Linked DNA regions of Sus scrofa: region 2 is linked to region 1. Evidence: chromatin contacts called from public HiChIP or PLAC-seq data. All regions are on one chromosome and are shown on one strand. The core of a region is the stretch at or near the end of the contact, and the rest is flanking DNA. Distances in the headings are between cores, read along the strand shown. Region 1 holds the start of HBEGF (heparin binding EGF like growth factor). Region 2 holds the start of WDR55 (WD repeat-containing protein 55).

Evidence for each region. HiChIP or PLAC-seq counts read pairs in DNA pulled down with a chosen protein or histone mark.
Region 2: a contact with region 1 is called in an H3K27ac HiChIP or PLAC-seq map of alveolar macrophages. The contact joins the promoter of WDR55 here to the promoter of HBEGF in region 1. A contact is called at or near these places in 2 of 5 promoter capture datasets (both in liver) and 1 of 2 datasets of contacts at active chromatin or transcription factors (alveolar macrophages).

The regions. Positions count from the first base shown.
Region 1 is chr2:142,111,797-142,119,037 of Sscrofa11.1, forward strand. It overlaps HBEGF (heparin binding EGF like growth factor), which reads right to left and starts at 3,091. Exons shown (of 5, transcript NM_214299.1): 1 at 3,046-3,091; 2 at 2,668-2,841. The coding sequence starts at 3,091.
Region 2 is chr2:142,375,044-142,382,284 of Sscrofa11.1, forward strand. WDR55 (WD repeat-containing protein 55) reads left to right here and starts at 3,424. Exons shown (of 7, transcript XM_003480931.4): 1 at 3,424-3,725. The coding sequence starts at 3,535. IK (protein Red) reads left to right here. Exons shown (of 19, transcript XR_001307243.2): 17 at 421-509; 18 at 709-1,017; 19 at 1,101-1,292.

The DNA.
Region 1 (7,241 bases), core at 1,841-4,340:
AGAGAAATGGAAAGTAAAACTATCAGAAGGAACTAGAACTGTGGTGACTCTCCCCATTCTTTTCATACTTCGAAGGGGCAAAACAACCTCTCAGACATCCAGCCAGGACTGACCAGGGGCTGCTCCCATCAGCCCAGGGCTCTCATGCCAGTCCCCTCTCCCCTGCCTCCAGCAGAAAAAAAGGGGCCTGATCTCTATGGCTGTAGTGACGTGTCCAGCAGAAGGGTGAGCATCATACATTAGACTGGAGTCCTAGGATGCTCAAGGTGGAATTGATTTAAAAAAATATAGCTTTCTGGAGTTCCCATTGTGGCGCAGTGGTTAATGAATCCAACTAGGAATCATGAGGTTGCAGATTCGATTCCTGGCCTTGCTCAGTGGGTTAAGGATCCAGCATTGCCGTGAGCTGTGGTGTAGGTCACAGACGCGGCTCAGATCCCTCCTTGTTGCTGTGGCTCTGGTGTAGGCCGGTGGCTACAGCTGCGATTAGACCCCTAGCCTGGGAACCTCCATATGCCGCGGGAGTGGCCCTAGAAAAGGCAAAAAGACAAAAAAAAAAAAATATACACACACACACACACACACACACACACACACAATATAGCTTTCTGGAGTTCCCATCGTGGCAGAGTGGAAATGAATCTGACTAGGAACCTTGAGGTTGCAGGTTCGATCCCTGGCCTTGCTCAGTGGGTTAAGGATCCGGCGTTGCCATGAGCTGTAGTGTAGATCATAGATGTGGCTCAGATCTGATGTTGCCATGGCTGTGGTGTAGGCCAGCAGCTGTAGCTCTGATTGGACCCCTAGCCTGGGAATCTCCATATGCCACTGGTGCAGTCCTAAAAAGCTCTATCTTTCCATTTCCAGGTGAAAAACTTGAGGTGCCAAGAGTCAGTGACCTGCCCAAGGTCATGCAGGGTTGGGATCTGAAATGTGGTCTCTGGACTCCACGTCCAGTGCTCTTTCTAACACACCAAGCTGTCTCTCTCTCTCACACACACACACACACCCTGTCCTAGACGAGCCCAGAGCACCTGGGATGCTGAGCCAGGAGTGAGACAATAGATGGGCTAAAGTCAGCAGACTTGTGCTTCAATTTCAGCCCTGTGGTCTTGGGCAAAACACTTCATCTCTCTGAACCCTGTGGTTTTCAGTAAAAAGTCGGGGGCAGGGGTTCCTATCTCAGAGGGTTGTAATGAGGATTAATTAACCCACAAAAACATATTGAGTGCTTCGTACATAGAAGGCACGTAATAAATGGCAACATTTTTTTTTAAGGTGATAGGATCCCTAGAACTGAAAAAATGGACTTTTTGCCCAGCAAACCCAAGACAAGGGAAGTGGCAGGTGCCAGCAGTCCCGTAGCCGCCTCCCCAACCCCCCGGCTCTTCTGGTGCAACCCCAGACCCCTTCAGAACTCAGAAGGTAAGGCGGATGCTCAGAGGAAGCTGCTGACCAGAGCTGCAGCGAAACTGAGGCAGAAGGGCCAAGCTGGTCAGAAAAGGGAGGGAGAGAGTGACAGGGGGACAGCTAGGCTCCTGCCGGGGAGAGGGAGCAGTGAGTCAGGTCTGCAGAGGTATGAGGAGCAGCTGTGTGGGTGGAGGGTGAGTCACGGCCCCGCTCTGCCCTGCCTAGAAGGACAGGGCCAGGAGGATCCAGGTTGTTCAGGCCAAGGGTGACCCCAGAGGGCCACTGTCAAGAGGATGGAAGGCAGGAGCCCAGCCTCAGCTTTGGAGCAGACCCTGGGTTTATACACAACACCTCAGGGAAGCTGAGTGAGTAAGAAGAGGGGTAGCTGAGGAGCAGGCGGAGCTAGAACAGGTGGGTATCTTTGCAGCCAAATATAGTCATTCCAGGGCTCCAGGGCTCAGTCCCTGCTCCACCCTCAAGCATCTCTGCAGGTGGCTGGGGGCAGGGAAGCGAGCAATACCGGAGGCTCTGGACTCTGCCCTGTACTTGCACTCATGTGCTCAGCCACGGCGCTCGGCTGGTGGGAGGATCCCACCAGCCCTTCCTCCCTTGAAGTCTCTCTCAGGGACTCAAGGTGGTCAGGAAGTATCCGGGCGTGGGGAGACTTGGGAGACACCCAGCATTTCAATACAGCTCTCTAGGAACCCAGTGCTCACTCTTCACAGCCCTCCCAGGGGGAGCTGGTCTCTGCAGGGACCAAGAGTTCCTCATTTCCCTCCGTTTGCCCAACCTGGAGACAGGTGGACGGAGGAGGCTAACAGGACACACCTCCTAGGTGCCCAGCATCCGAACATCTGTTACCTTGTTTTATGCATAAAAGTCATTTGATGTAGAAACTAGGACTTGTGCCCCTTTTTACCTAGACACTCTAAGGGAAGCATCTCAAGCATTCCTTGCATCTCTCACCCAGTTTACCTCAGAGGAATGGACCGAGCCCAGACACCTTGCCTGTCTCAATTTGCCCCCAAGTATCCAGAAGGGCAGCAAGGAGCCACGTGAGACCCCAGGGCGAGAAAGACAACAGGACCTACATTCTAGGATCCCCCAGGGAGCTTGGCAGGCCAAGGGGCTTTTCCTTGAAGTCCTCCCTCCCTGAAAACCCCCAAACCGCAGGTGTGTGCAAGCAGCATCCTTGCCAGATCCACTTATTCTTCAACTGCCCACCAAGGTCCAAGGACGGACAGCCCCAGCACTAACCTCTCAAAAGGTCCAGGTCTGCCTCTTCCAAGTCCAGGACTTCCCGGCCTCGGCCACCTCCCGGGGGCAGCAGCTGGTCCGTAGATTCGGTAGGGGAGACCAGATTGCTGGTTCCATCCGCCAGCCCCCTCCGCAGGCGCTCCAGGCTCTCGCCGGTCACCAGCGCCGAGAACACTGCGGGTGAGGGGCAAGGCCGCATCAGACCCCCCGCCCAGACCCCCGTCGCTACGTACCGCAGCCGGCGCCCGCCCGCCAGGGAACACGGGCCCCACCAAGTGGCCCGCGCCGGGGACGCAGCAGCGATCTCCCTCCGTGCCCCCCGGCAGAGCGTCCCCATCCCCCCCGACCGACCCCCGGGAGCGGCAGCAGCCCTCCTACCTGCAGCCAGAAAGAGCTTCAGCACCACCGACGGCAGCAGCTTCATGGTCCCGGGCCGGGCGGAGGCGGCGAGGCAGCGATCACTTTAGAGGCGGCGGCGGGAGCTGGGCGCTGGCACGGGAGCCGGGGCGGGCAGAGCGCAGGAGACCCCGCCGGGCACGATCTGCTGCCGGCCTTGGGGTGCAGGCCTGGCTGGGATGTGCGGGGAGCTCGCGGCTGCCCGGCGCCTCTCTCGTTCACTCCGTCTGTCGGTTCGTCTGTCCGCCCGCCCGCCCGAGCCCTTGCGCCTCAGCCAGGCCAGCCGCGTGCCGCGCGCAGCTCCCTCGGTCGACTGAGCGCCGCTCGGCGCGCGGCCGGGAATAAAGCTCCGCGAGGCGCCCAAGCTCCGCCCCGCCTCCCGCCGCCCCCTCCACCCCCCCCCCCGCCCGCCCCGCGCGCCGGGACGCCCGCCCGGCTCCCGGCGCCGGCCGCGCAGCCCCCGACCCCGCGGGCGCGGCGGGGAAAGGGGGCGGGAGCGAGGGGCGGCGCTCACATATTTTGGGACCAGGCCAGGGCGGCCGCGGCCTGACTGTGGGTAGGGCTGCTGACCGGCAGGTGGCGGGGACCCGGTCCTACCTTTCCCCAAATGCTTGTCGCGCGGCAGCCCTGTGACGGCTGAGCGGCGCTTCGCCCTTGGACGCTCCTCGTCTCTTCCAGGCCTGGTCCCTCCCGGCATCCCTGTTCTAAACCAGGGATCCCCCACTCAGGTCATCATTTGAGCTTCAGATACCCGCTTCTTTGCCTCCCCACAAATCAAGGAGTACATAATAATTAACTCATTTATCATTTGAAAATTAGACAATGAAAGCCAACAGGTCTCAGGTGAGCCTGAGAGGTTACCAGAGTGGCAGCTGCAGGCCCTTGGTATCCATCCAGCAAAGGCGAAGAAAGTTACCAGTATTCTTTCAGCCGCTGGAGAGGCTTCTCCCCATCTTTGTCTCAGTGGACATAGTCTCCATTAAGATTTTTGAACTATGGGTTATAATTCCCAGGCTTCCGGCATCGGAGGGAGAGACACAGGCTGCGAAACAAGCCTTCGAATCCCATCATCTTCCGCCAGCGTGGGAACTGGGCCCCTCCCGCAGGCCCCAGCTAGTTAGCCTAGGTTATTGCGTTCAACAGGTGCCAGGAGTTCCCGGCGTGGCTCAGTGAAAACGAATCTAACTAGGAACCATGAGGTTGCGGGTTCAATCCCCGGCCTTGCTCAGTGGGTTAAGGATCTGATGTTGCCGTGAGCTGTGGTGTGGGTGGCAGACGCGGCTGGAATCCCGCGTTGCTGTGGCTCTGGTGTAGGCTCTGATTAGACCCCTAGCCTGGGAATCTCCATATGCCGCAGGAGTGGCCCTAGAAAAGACAAAAAAAAAAACAAAAACAAAAACAAAAAAACAGGTGCCAGGAGATTGATGTGTTTCTCTTCCATCCGAAGTATTTTTACAGGGGTCTTCTGGAGTCAGTGTCCTGGCCCAAAGAAATGACTCTCTCAGTAGGCATTTCAGCTCCCAGGGACGTGCTGGGGCGGGAGTTGTATGACACAGGGCTGGGTTGGCATTCAGAGCCCTCAAGTTGTGCCAGATAGAGCTGCTGGCCTGATGCAGCCCATGTGTAGGGATAAAAACAGGCCTGCTATTTATACACAGTCTATCCCACTCTCCCTCCTCATCCCCGCTTGTGTAGGGGTCAGTGGGGCGCTGTGCGCTTTAATTTGCCCCAGCAACTCGCTCCAGATTCCGGTTTCCACGATGCTGGAATCACGAAAGTCCCAAACTGGAATCCTGATGTTGCTTCTTACTGTGTGACCTTGGACAAATATTTAATGTCGCTGAGCCTCAGTTTCCACATCTCTCCAACGGAGACAACAATAATAATAACACCTACTTTGTAGACAGCGTCTTGAAGCTTGCCCTCGGGAACACGTATGAAGGACTTAGTACAGGGCCAGACATAGTATAATGACTGTGACCTATTGTTATTGTTATATTACTAAGCATTGTACACGGACCATTGCTTTTCCTTAGAAACCTTTTTTCTCTCCCTTTCCCAGAGGTCTGAGACGCCATGTGTAGTTGACTTGGTTTTAGGAGGAAACTCACCTATCACCCGTTTGGCTAAATGCCACTTTGGGATTGTTCCTCTGGGTGATCAGTATCGGGCCGAGAACCTCAGTAGCTGTCACCACCCAGGCCACACCTTTGTTCTCCCTCAGCAACTGCCTGGCCACCTGCTTCCCTAAAACAAAACCACCTTGGGGTCAGGGCTCTCCTGAAGGGAGGAGGAAGGGAAACACTTCCTGCCACCCGGCCAGGTCACCCCTCCTGCCCCCAGCACGGCAGGGTCACACCCTACTCTCCTGCCCCAGCCTGCCTCTGCCTTCACAAGCTCTGTCCTTCCGCCTTCTCACCCCCACATCAGCCTTAGCCCATTCATGGGGCAACTCCAAGCTTTCATCACCCCTGCGAGCCTCACCCCTGCGAGCTTTGTGTGTCAGCCAGGTTTTATGGGAAGGGCCTGGAAAATGAAGACAAAAGACCTGGAATGGTTGGGGGACAGTCACTTCTCCTCTCAGAACCTTGAGCGTCTTTCGATTAGAAAAAGTAAACGTCGTGGCACAGCGGAAACGAATCCGACTAGGGATCATCAAGTTGCCGGTTCCATCCCTGGCCTCGCTCAGTGGGCTCAGGATCCGGCATTGCCGTGAGCTGTGGTGTGGGTCACAGACGTGGCTCGGATCTAGTGTTGCTGTGGCTGTGACGTAGGCCAGTGGCTAAAGCTCCGATTAGACTCCTAGCCTGGGAACCTCCACATGCCTCAGGTGCGGCCCTAAAAAGGACAAAAGACAAAAAAAAAAAAAAAAAAAAAAAAAAAAGTAAACTTGGAGCTCCCCGCTGTGGTGCAATGGGATTGGCAGTGTTCTGGGAGTGCTGGGATGTGGGTTCGTCCCCAGCCTAGCACAGTGGGTTAAGGATCCAGCATTGCCAGAGCTGCGGCTTAGTTGAAGGCTGTGGCTGGGATCTCTGTATGCCTCGGGGCAGCCCCCAAAAAAGAAAGAAAGAGTAATCACGATTCATGCTGGGACAGCATCACTAACTCATTTATTCCACAAACAAGCAATGAATCGTTTTTTGGGCACTAGGACACAGCGATAAACCACAGAGCCACGGATGTGCTCTTACGGAGCTAACATTCTACAGTAGGGCGAGGGGCAACACATTAAATAAAGTAAAAAGGAAAACAGGAGGTCCTCTTGTGGTTCAGCAGATTAAGAACCCTCACAGAGCTGTGTCTCCATGAGGATGCGGGTTCTATTCCTGGCCTCGCTCAGTGGGTTCAAGATCCGGCACTGCCACGAGCTGTGATGGAGGGCTCGGCTGCAGCTCCAAATCGACCTTTAGCCCAGGGACTTCCATATGCCACAGGTGCAGCCATAAAAAACTTAAATAAAGAAAATAAGAAAGGAAAGTAGAGGAGTTCCCTTGTGGTGCAGTGAGTTAAGGAGCTGGCATTGTCACTGCTGTGGCTCGGGTTGCTGCTGTGGTACAGGTTCAGTCCCTGGCCCAAGGACTTCCACATGGCATGGGTGCAACCAAAAAGAAAGAAAGACAAAAAAAAAAAATGAAAATAGAGTCTATGATAAGTGCTAAAATGAAAGTTAAAATTCAACGATATACCATAGGATGATGTTTCCCAGGGCTTGCTTGGAACAACACTTGAGATTTGGTGGCTGATGAGCAAAAGTCTCTCTGAGCCTGTGACCTATAAGCTGATGCCTGAACAAGTGGAAGGAATCAAACTTGCGATGATGCATGGACAAAGCATTCTGAGCCATGCAGATAGGGCAAAAACTCTGAGGTGGGAACAAGCTTGGAGCATGCAGGGGACAGCAAGAAGGCCAGAAAGGAGGGAGGGTTACAAGATAACATTGAAGCCAAGGCTAAAGGACAGATAACAGAGCATGTTACAGGCCGAGGGAGATGCTGGACTTGATTCTCCATCACTGTATCAAAGAACCATCCACAAAAAGTGCAGGTATGCAGCAGGATTCTTCCGCCTCCTCCCCTCTCTCTACCCAGGCCTCCCCCACCTGCTCTCTGGCTGTCAGGTACCTGGGACAGACTCCTGAGAAAGCAGACAGGCACTCTGCTTTCCTGTCTATTGACCAT
Region 2 (7,241 bases), core at 2,174-4,673, 260 kb after region 1:
CTGTGAGCTGTGGTGTAGGTTGAAGACACGGCTTGGATCCTGTGTTGCTGTGGCTGTGGTGTAGGCCGGCGGCTGTAGCTCTATTAGCCCCTTAGCCTGGGAACCTCCATATGCCATGGTTTTGGCCTTATAAAAAGACAAAAAAAAAAAAAAAAAGCTAAAACAGAAGATACCAAATACACATCCATATATAGTTCTCTCTTAATAGATTTTTTGAGGGAATTAAGTAAGATACTTGTTTCATGTTCAGAATAATGCCGGGGCCATAGTAAGTACCTGTGGTAAACACTGTTACTTAGGGTAGGATTTGTGAATGATAAAACCCGGGATTCTGGGAGAGCCTGGCTTTAATCAGAGGGCTGACATTTCTTTTCCACTGACATCGCTTCCTTCCTTGCCCCCCATCCTGTCCTGAAACAGGGTAACAAGAAGGGCCCTTTAGGCCGCTGGGACTTTGATACCCAGGAGGAATACAGCGAATATATGAACAACAAGGAAGCTTTGCCCAAGTGAGTCTTGGTGCTAAATACAGCCAGGAGTGAGGAGGGGGATGGCGGTGGGGTGGACCAACGCATAGCAGGTTAGAGGGGTGGTCTGGCTAAAACATCGCCACTAGGTTCTCTCCGCATGGGGTCCTCTGGGAACACTTTGCTGTTGCTATGCAACCTCTGATGCCTTCTTCCCTCAACTGCTGGCTTTTCCCCTCAGGGCTGCATTCCAGTATGGCATCAAGATGTCTGAAGGGAGGAAAACCAGGCGCTTCAAAGAAACTAATGACAAAGCAGAGCTTGATCGCCAGTGGAAAAAGATTAGTGCGGTTAGTGGGACTGGTTCTGGGTGGGAGGGCTTCAGCTGGGAGGAGACCCTGGCCCACAGATTCAGGAACAGTCAGGGGCTGGAGAGCCATGGAAGTAGCCCACCTTGGGTCTCAGGTGAGCTTAGCTGGCAGCATAACTATTGACTCCAACTGTACTTTTTGCAGATCATTGAGAAGAGGAAGAAGATGGAAGCTGATGGGTGAGCAGCGTTATTCTTACTCTTGGTGGGACTCATGGGAATTGCCTAGTGTATTGATCTTATGCTTATTTCTCCTACTGCAGGGTTGAAGTGAAAAGACCAAAATACTAATCTCTGGTTCCAACTCCAAGAATAATCTCCCCAAGGATTTTTTCCCCACTGCTTGCTTTCTACAATTCCAAAAAACAGTTGAAAGATTTTTGTGTGTGTGTGTGTGAATGTATATAAAATTTCATTGTGTAATCTTTTGGTTCCATTAAAATTGGTTAACCTGTTGTCTTATCTTCTCTTTGTTGAGGGCCCAGATGCACCATGAGGGCTACTAATTCCACCGATTGTACAGAAATCAAGTGGAGGAAGTCAGTTCAGTCCTTTCCTGAACTGTGGTTCTAGATTCCTATGCAGTATGTATACTAGCCAGGGTACCCCATGGCGAAGGAAGACTGACCCTCACTTATAGGCAAGGGATGGACAGAGGAAGCTAAGGATGATTGGTCTTAAATGTCAGACTCATCTGGGCCCATCTGGGGACCTCGTCTTAGGGCAGAGTTTCCCTGGGAATTAGGATCAGCCGAGTGGGCTGCCAGTCTGATCCCAAGGTTGTACAGGATGGGCTCTAGGTGACGGCACCTGATGCGAAACACTCCTAGGAACAAAAACCTTTTACAAGGTAATGCCCTCCTGGGATCTTTGGTAATTCTAAGCAGCTATCACTGCTTACCTGGCTGAAGGGGAAGTACCTGGGGAATCCCTGTCTTAGACCAGAAGGGTTCAGTGCCACTCAACCACTGACGAGTTCGCCGAGGCCCAGGGGGGCTCCCTGGCCTCCAAATCACCCATCCCCACCCTTTTTTCCCTCTCTGCTTATTGCCAACGATTTGGTTTGGTACTCGCCAAGGGTCACCCCTTCTTTCTGGCTTGGATCCATAGCTGCCTGTCCTGACCTGTGGGCTTACTAGATTCCAGGAATGTCAGATGGCCACCTTAGCCACCGCCTTTGGTTACTTTCACTTGGATAGGGCAAGGGCTTTTTCAGGAAGCCACTTTGTGCATGGCACATAGGAGGCTGAAAATGGGCCCAGTGTGCAATAGCACCTAGGATGGAGAATATCAGACAGTACGTGACACCCTGCATGGTTGTAGGCAGCAGTCCCAATTAAAAAAAAGGTCCCAGAGATGTGGCTCAGATGAAGGTACTAGGACTGAGACTTTATCAAGAGGTTGACAGCCAGTTTATCTTTTTGTCTTTTTTTTTTTTTTTGTCATTTCTTGGGCCGCTCCTGCGGCATATGGAGGTTCCCAGGCTAGGGGTCGAATCAGAGCTGTAGCCGATGGCCTAGGCCACAGCCACAGCAACACGGGATCCGAGCTGCGTCTGTGACCTACACCACAGCTCACGCAACGCTGGACCCTTAACCCACTGAGCGAGGCCAGGGATCAAACCCGCAACCTCATGGTTCCTAGTCAGGTTCATTAACCATTGAGCCATGACAGGAACTGACAGCCAGTTTAAAATAAGTTTCTGCAAGTACCACCAAGCTTTGCGTAAGTGACCAAGATTCTTTTTGGCCACATTGTGAGGGATAAAGACTTCCAACATCACACAAGGGACTTTGAACCTTTCTGAGGTCTCCAACCTAAATTCTTTCACCTCTCTAAGGGGGTTGGCATCAGCATGTAAGGTGCCTTAGGCTTCCTACGATGTGAGAAGGTTCTATTCAGACAGGAGTTCATGCTCCTCCTTTCTTGCCCCACCATACAGTGCTCTCATCTTTGTGGAACCTCTGAAAACCAGAATGTCCAGAACGTCAACGGTCGTGCCCATTTTTCCTTTTTAGCTACCTCCTTGTCAGCTCTGAGGACTGTGCGCTGGCCCAGTCCCACTGAGGGTCTGCAGCAAGTCACCACACAAATCTCTTGAAAGAACCGAAAGACAACCTGAAACATGGGTGATAGTAGGAACGGCCGGGGGCTATTGCTTTAGCCCCGAGGATGAGGACTGACGGCTCAGGTTAGGCGTGTGCGCGGGCTGCCTGCTGTCTACTACCCGCGAATGTCAAGTTCTCTCGGCGTAGACTCTTGTTACTTACTGACCAAACTGGCTGCGGCTTGTCATGGTCTTGACAAGCTGGCGAGCCCTTTTCTATCCCGAGGGCAGGAAGTCATCTTTACTGCCGGAACGAAACTGTCATCATTGATCAGAATAAGAGAAAGGAGTTTAACGCAGTTCCCAGCTTTATGTGAGTCACCAAGGAGGGAGACTGACGGTTGCGCAGCCTGACAGGCCCTGGAACCCACTCCGTGGCAACCCACGGAATAGGCTACAGGCGAGTCTGGCTCCTAGGGTCGGTTCACCCACCAGTTGCGTCCCGCCCCGCCTTTTCCGGGTCATGGGGAACGTCACTTCCTGCCCGGCTCTCTAACCCGGAAGTGGTGCTCCGGGCCACTCCTCCCGCCGTGTGTCTAGTTGTTGTGGGCTCACTGGACAGTTGCTGCGCCGCTCGCATCCTCCGGTTCATGGATCGCACGTGTGAGGAGAAGCCCACGGACGAAGTGAGCGACGAGGAGGACCCCGACTCTACGGAAGCCCCAGCCCGGATCCGGGACACTCCGGAAGACATTGTGCTGGAAGCTCCAGCCAGTGGGTTGGCGTTCCATCCCGCCCGCGATCTCCTGGCGGCTGGGGACGTGGACGGGGACGTGTTCGTGTAAGTGCGGGGCAGGGCTGAGGGCGTGGTCAGCGTGGAGAGTCCGGGGCTGCAGTATCTGGAAGCTCCGCAGGGATGGAGCTGGGAGGAGGAGAGAAAGTTACAGTGAGACTAATTTTACCAGACTCAGTCTTGTCCAGTTCGTTCAGTAACATTCGGCTAAGCAAGTTACCACACAAATCTCTTGAAAGAACTGAAAGACAGAGTGCCTGGAACGTCCTGACGGAACCTGGACAAATAGGCGGACTAGTAGGCGTTCGGGACACTGTTTTTCCCACCACAGTATTGTATTGATCCTGAAACAGGACCGAGGGTGCCCTTGCTTTTGCTTCTTGCCCACTTTAATTCATCTTTTAAAACAGATCTGACCACCTCACTTCTTTGATTAAAACCCTTCAATAGGAGTTCCTGATGTGGCTCAGCGGGTTAAGAACTAGACATAGTGAAGGAGAGAATGGGAGTTCGATCCCTGGCCTTGCTTAGTTGGTTACGGATTTAGTTGCTGCAAGTCACCAATGCGGCTTGGGGAGTTCCCGCCGTGGCTCAGTGGAAGCGAATCTGACTAGGAACCGTGACGTTGCGGGTTCGATCCCTGGCCTCTCAGTAGGTTAAGGATCCAACGTTGCCGTGAGCTGTGATGTAGGTCGCAGACACGTCTGAGGTGCAGCCCTGAAAAGCAAAAAACAAGCAAACAAAAACAAACCAAATGCAGCTTGGATCCTGGGTGGCATAGGCCAGCAGCTGCAGCTTCAATTTAACCTAGCTCTGCAGGTGCGACCCTAAAAAGAGAAAACAGCAACAACAGCAACCACCCCCCCCCACACACACAGTTCTTTGATAGCTTGCCTTTATTCATCGTTACCCTTTTTTTGGGGTGGAGGGGCTTCGCTGAGGCAAGCCTAAGTTCCGAGGGCCAGGTTTCGAACCCGCAACACAGCAGTGACAACTGCCAGATCGGTGACCTGCTGAGACACCAGGGATCTCCTCATCCTTTCCTTTCCTTTCCTTTTTAATGTTCCCTGAAGCCTCAGCTCCTTTGCACATAATTTCTTCTGTCTGGAAAACTCCTTTGCCTCCCTTGCACCAATTGTACTTGAGTTATTAGTGTGTCTTTATTCTTTCAATATACTCCAGACTAAATTGTTAGGTGCTCCCTTGGCACCAAATACTTTTTCCTTATAATTTGTGTGTGTGTGTCTCTTTAGGGTCACACCCACAGCATATGGAAGTTCGCAGGCTAGGGGTAGAATCAGCTACAGCTGCCAGCCTATGCTACAGCCACAGCAACGCAGGATCCCAACTGCGTCTGCGACCTATACCATAGCTCACGGCAATGCTGAATCCTTAACCCACTGATCGAGGCCAGGGATCGAACCCGCAACCTCATGGTTCCTAGTCGGATTCGTTAACCACTGAGCCATGACGGGAACTCCAGTAAATTTCTTAACAGTGTGTAATCATATATTTGTTTGTGTAATTATTTGAATATCATCTCCTCGACTAAAAAATGTTTAGTGGAGGTCACTGTCTTGATGAGCTAGTGGTTAAGGATCTGGTGTTGTCACCGCTGTGACTCTGTTTCCATCCTTCTTCTGGGAACTTCCACATGTGGTAGGTGCGGCCAGAAAGTTTTTCAAACTTTTTTTTTTTTTTAATTTATTTTTTTGTCTTTTTGTCTTTTGTTGTTGTTGTTGTTGCTATTTCTTGGGCCGATCCCGCGGCATATGGAGGTTCCCAGGCCAGAGGTCGAATCGGAGCTGCAGCCACCGGCCTACGCCAGAGCCACAGCAATGCGGGATCCGAGCCGCATCTGCAACCTACACCACAGCTCACGGCAACGCCAGATCGTTAACCCACTGAGCAAGGGCAGGGACCGAACCCGCAACCTCATGTTTCCTAGTCGGATTCGTTAACCACTGCGCCACGACGGGAACTCCGAAACTTTTTTGAGGTTGCCCCAAAATAAAAATAACTTTCATATCATGTGTGATGCACTCTGACATTTTTTCTCTCTTTTTTAACGCTGCATCCATGGCATATGGAAGTACCCAGGCCAGGGATTGAATCTGAGCTGAGACCTTCATCTCAGCTGCTTCATCTCAGGGATTGAATCTGAGCTGAGACCTTCATCCAGCTCTTAAGTTGGATCCTTAACCCACTGTGCCACAGCAGAACCCCCAATATTTTCTGGTTTATTCTGTCATTACTGTGGGCACACAGAATATGTTGATTGCAGGTCACTAATGGTTCATGACTAGAATTTGAAAAACGTCTGGAGTATAATTTGCAGCCTGTTTAGTTCTCCATTTTATCTTTTGCTTCTTGCCCAGGGTGGGTGCTCAATACATGTTTGATTTTGAATAAAAGATGTAGGCTGGAAGCAGCGGAAAACCACTGAAGGCTTTAACCAGGAGAGTTGTGCAATCAGATTTACCTAATGAATTTAAGTAGGGCAAGTTAATTTCTCTTTTTTGTTCCTTACTGTTGGCATTCACAAGTCCCCAGGCCAGGGATTGAACCCAAGGCACAGCTGTAACCAGAGCCACAGCAGTGACAATGCCAGATCCTTAACCCACCGAGGCACGAGAGAACTCCTGTACTTTCATCTTTGAAATGGGAACAATAGGAGTTTCCGTCGTGGCTCATTGGAAACTCGGATCTGGTGTGGCTGTGGCCAGTGGCTACAGCTTCACTTTGACCTCTAGCCTGGAAACCTCCATAAGCTCCCGGTACGGCCCTAAAAAGACAAAGAAAAAAAAAGAAAGAAAATGGGAACAATAGGAAATACTTTGCAGTGAGCTTTGCTCCTTCTATCCATATTCTATCCATATTTTCAATGCCTGGTACTCGGGAGTCACCCTGGACCCCCAACTACCCCCCCCCCAGTTTCAGTTTGTCTCCTCTTCCCTACTTTCAGCCATTGCCTTCTGGAGGCCTCTAATCTCCCATGACCATTCCAGAATGGTGTGGTTCCTTTTGCCCCCAAAGGATTCAATTCAGATTTATGCTGATCAACACGGTTAAGGATTCACTTCAGACTTCCTGGTCGCCATGCTTGTCTCCAGCCCATCTTTTCAAATTCAGCCGCTTCATTCTCTTGCCCCTTGAATCCTCATTGCTTATCTCTGCCCTGGGAGGGACCCTGACATCTGCCTCCAGTATCTGCGCCTTCTTCTCCGCCAGGTGAACTACTTATTCTTCATGGTCCCTTAGCTAGCTTCCCCGGGCTCTCTTCGCTTCCCAGGTAGTCATTCAGTCTGCGACTGTTATTAAGCAGCCTTTTCACGCTGGGCGCGAGGCACCAGGAAAGAGCAAGGGTTCAGGAGGCCCAGTTCTGCCTCAAGCAAAGCGCTTATTCATTTGGCGCCTTCCGAAAATGTGCTGAGGCAGCACCGGGGATGGTCTCTGGACAGGCACTTGCCTCGAAGCCGGTACCGCCCTGCTTCATCTCCATTTTCATCCTACCGCTGTTTCAGTGTGTGGCCACAGTAGGCCGTAATTAATTGGGGCCTTCTC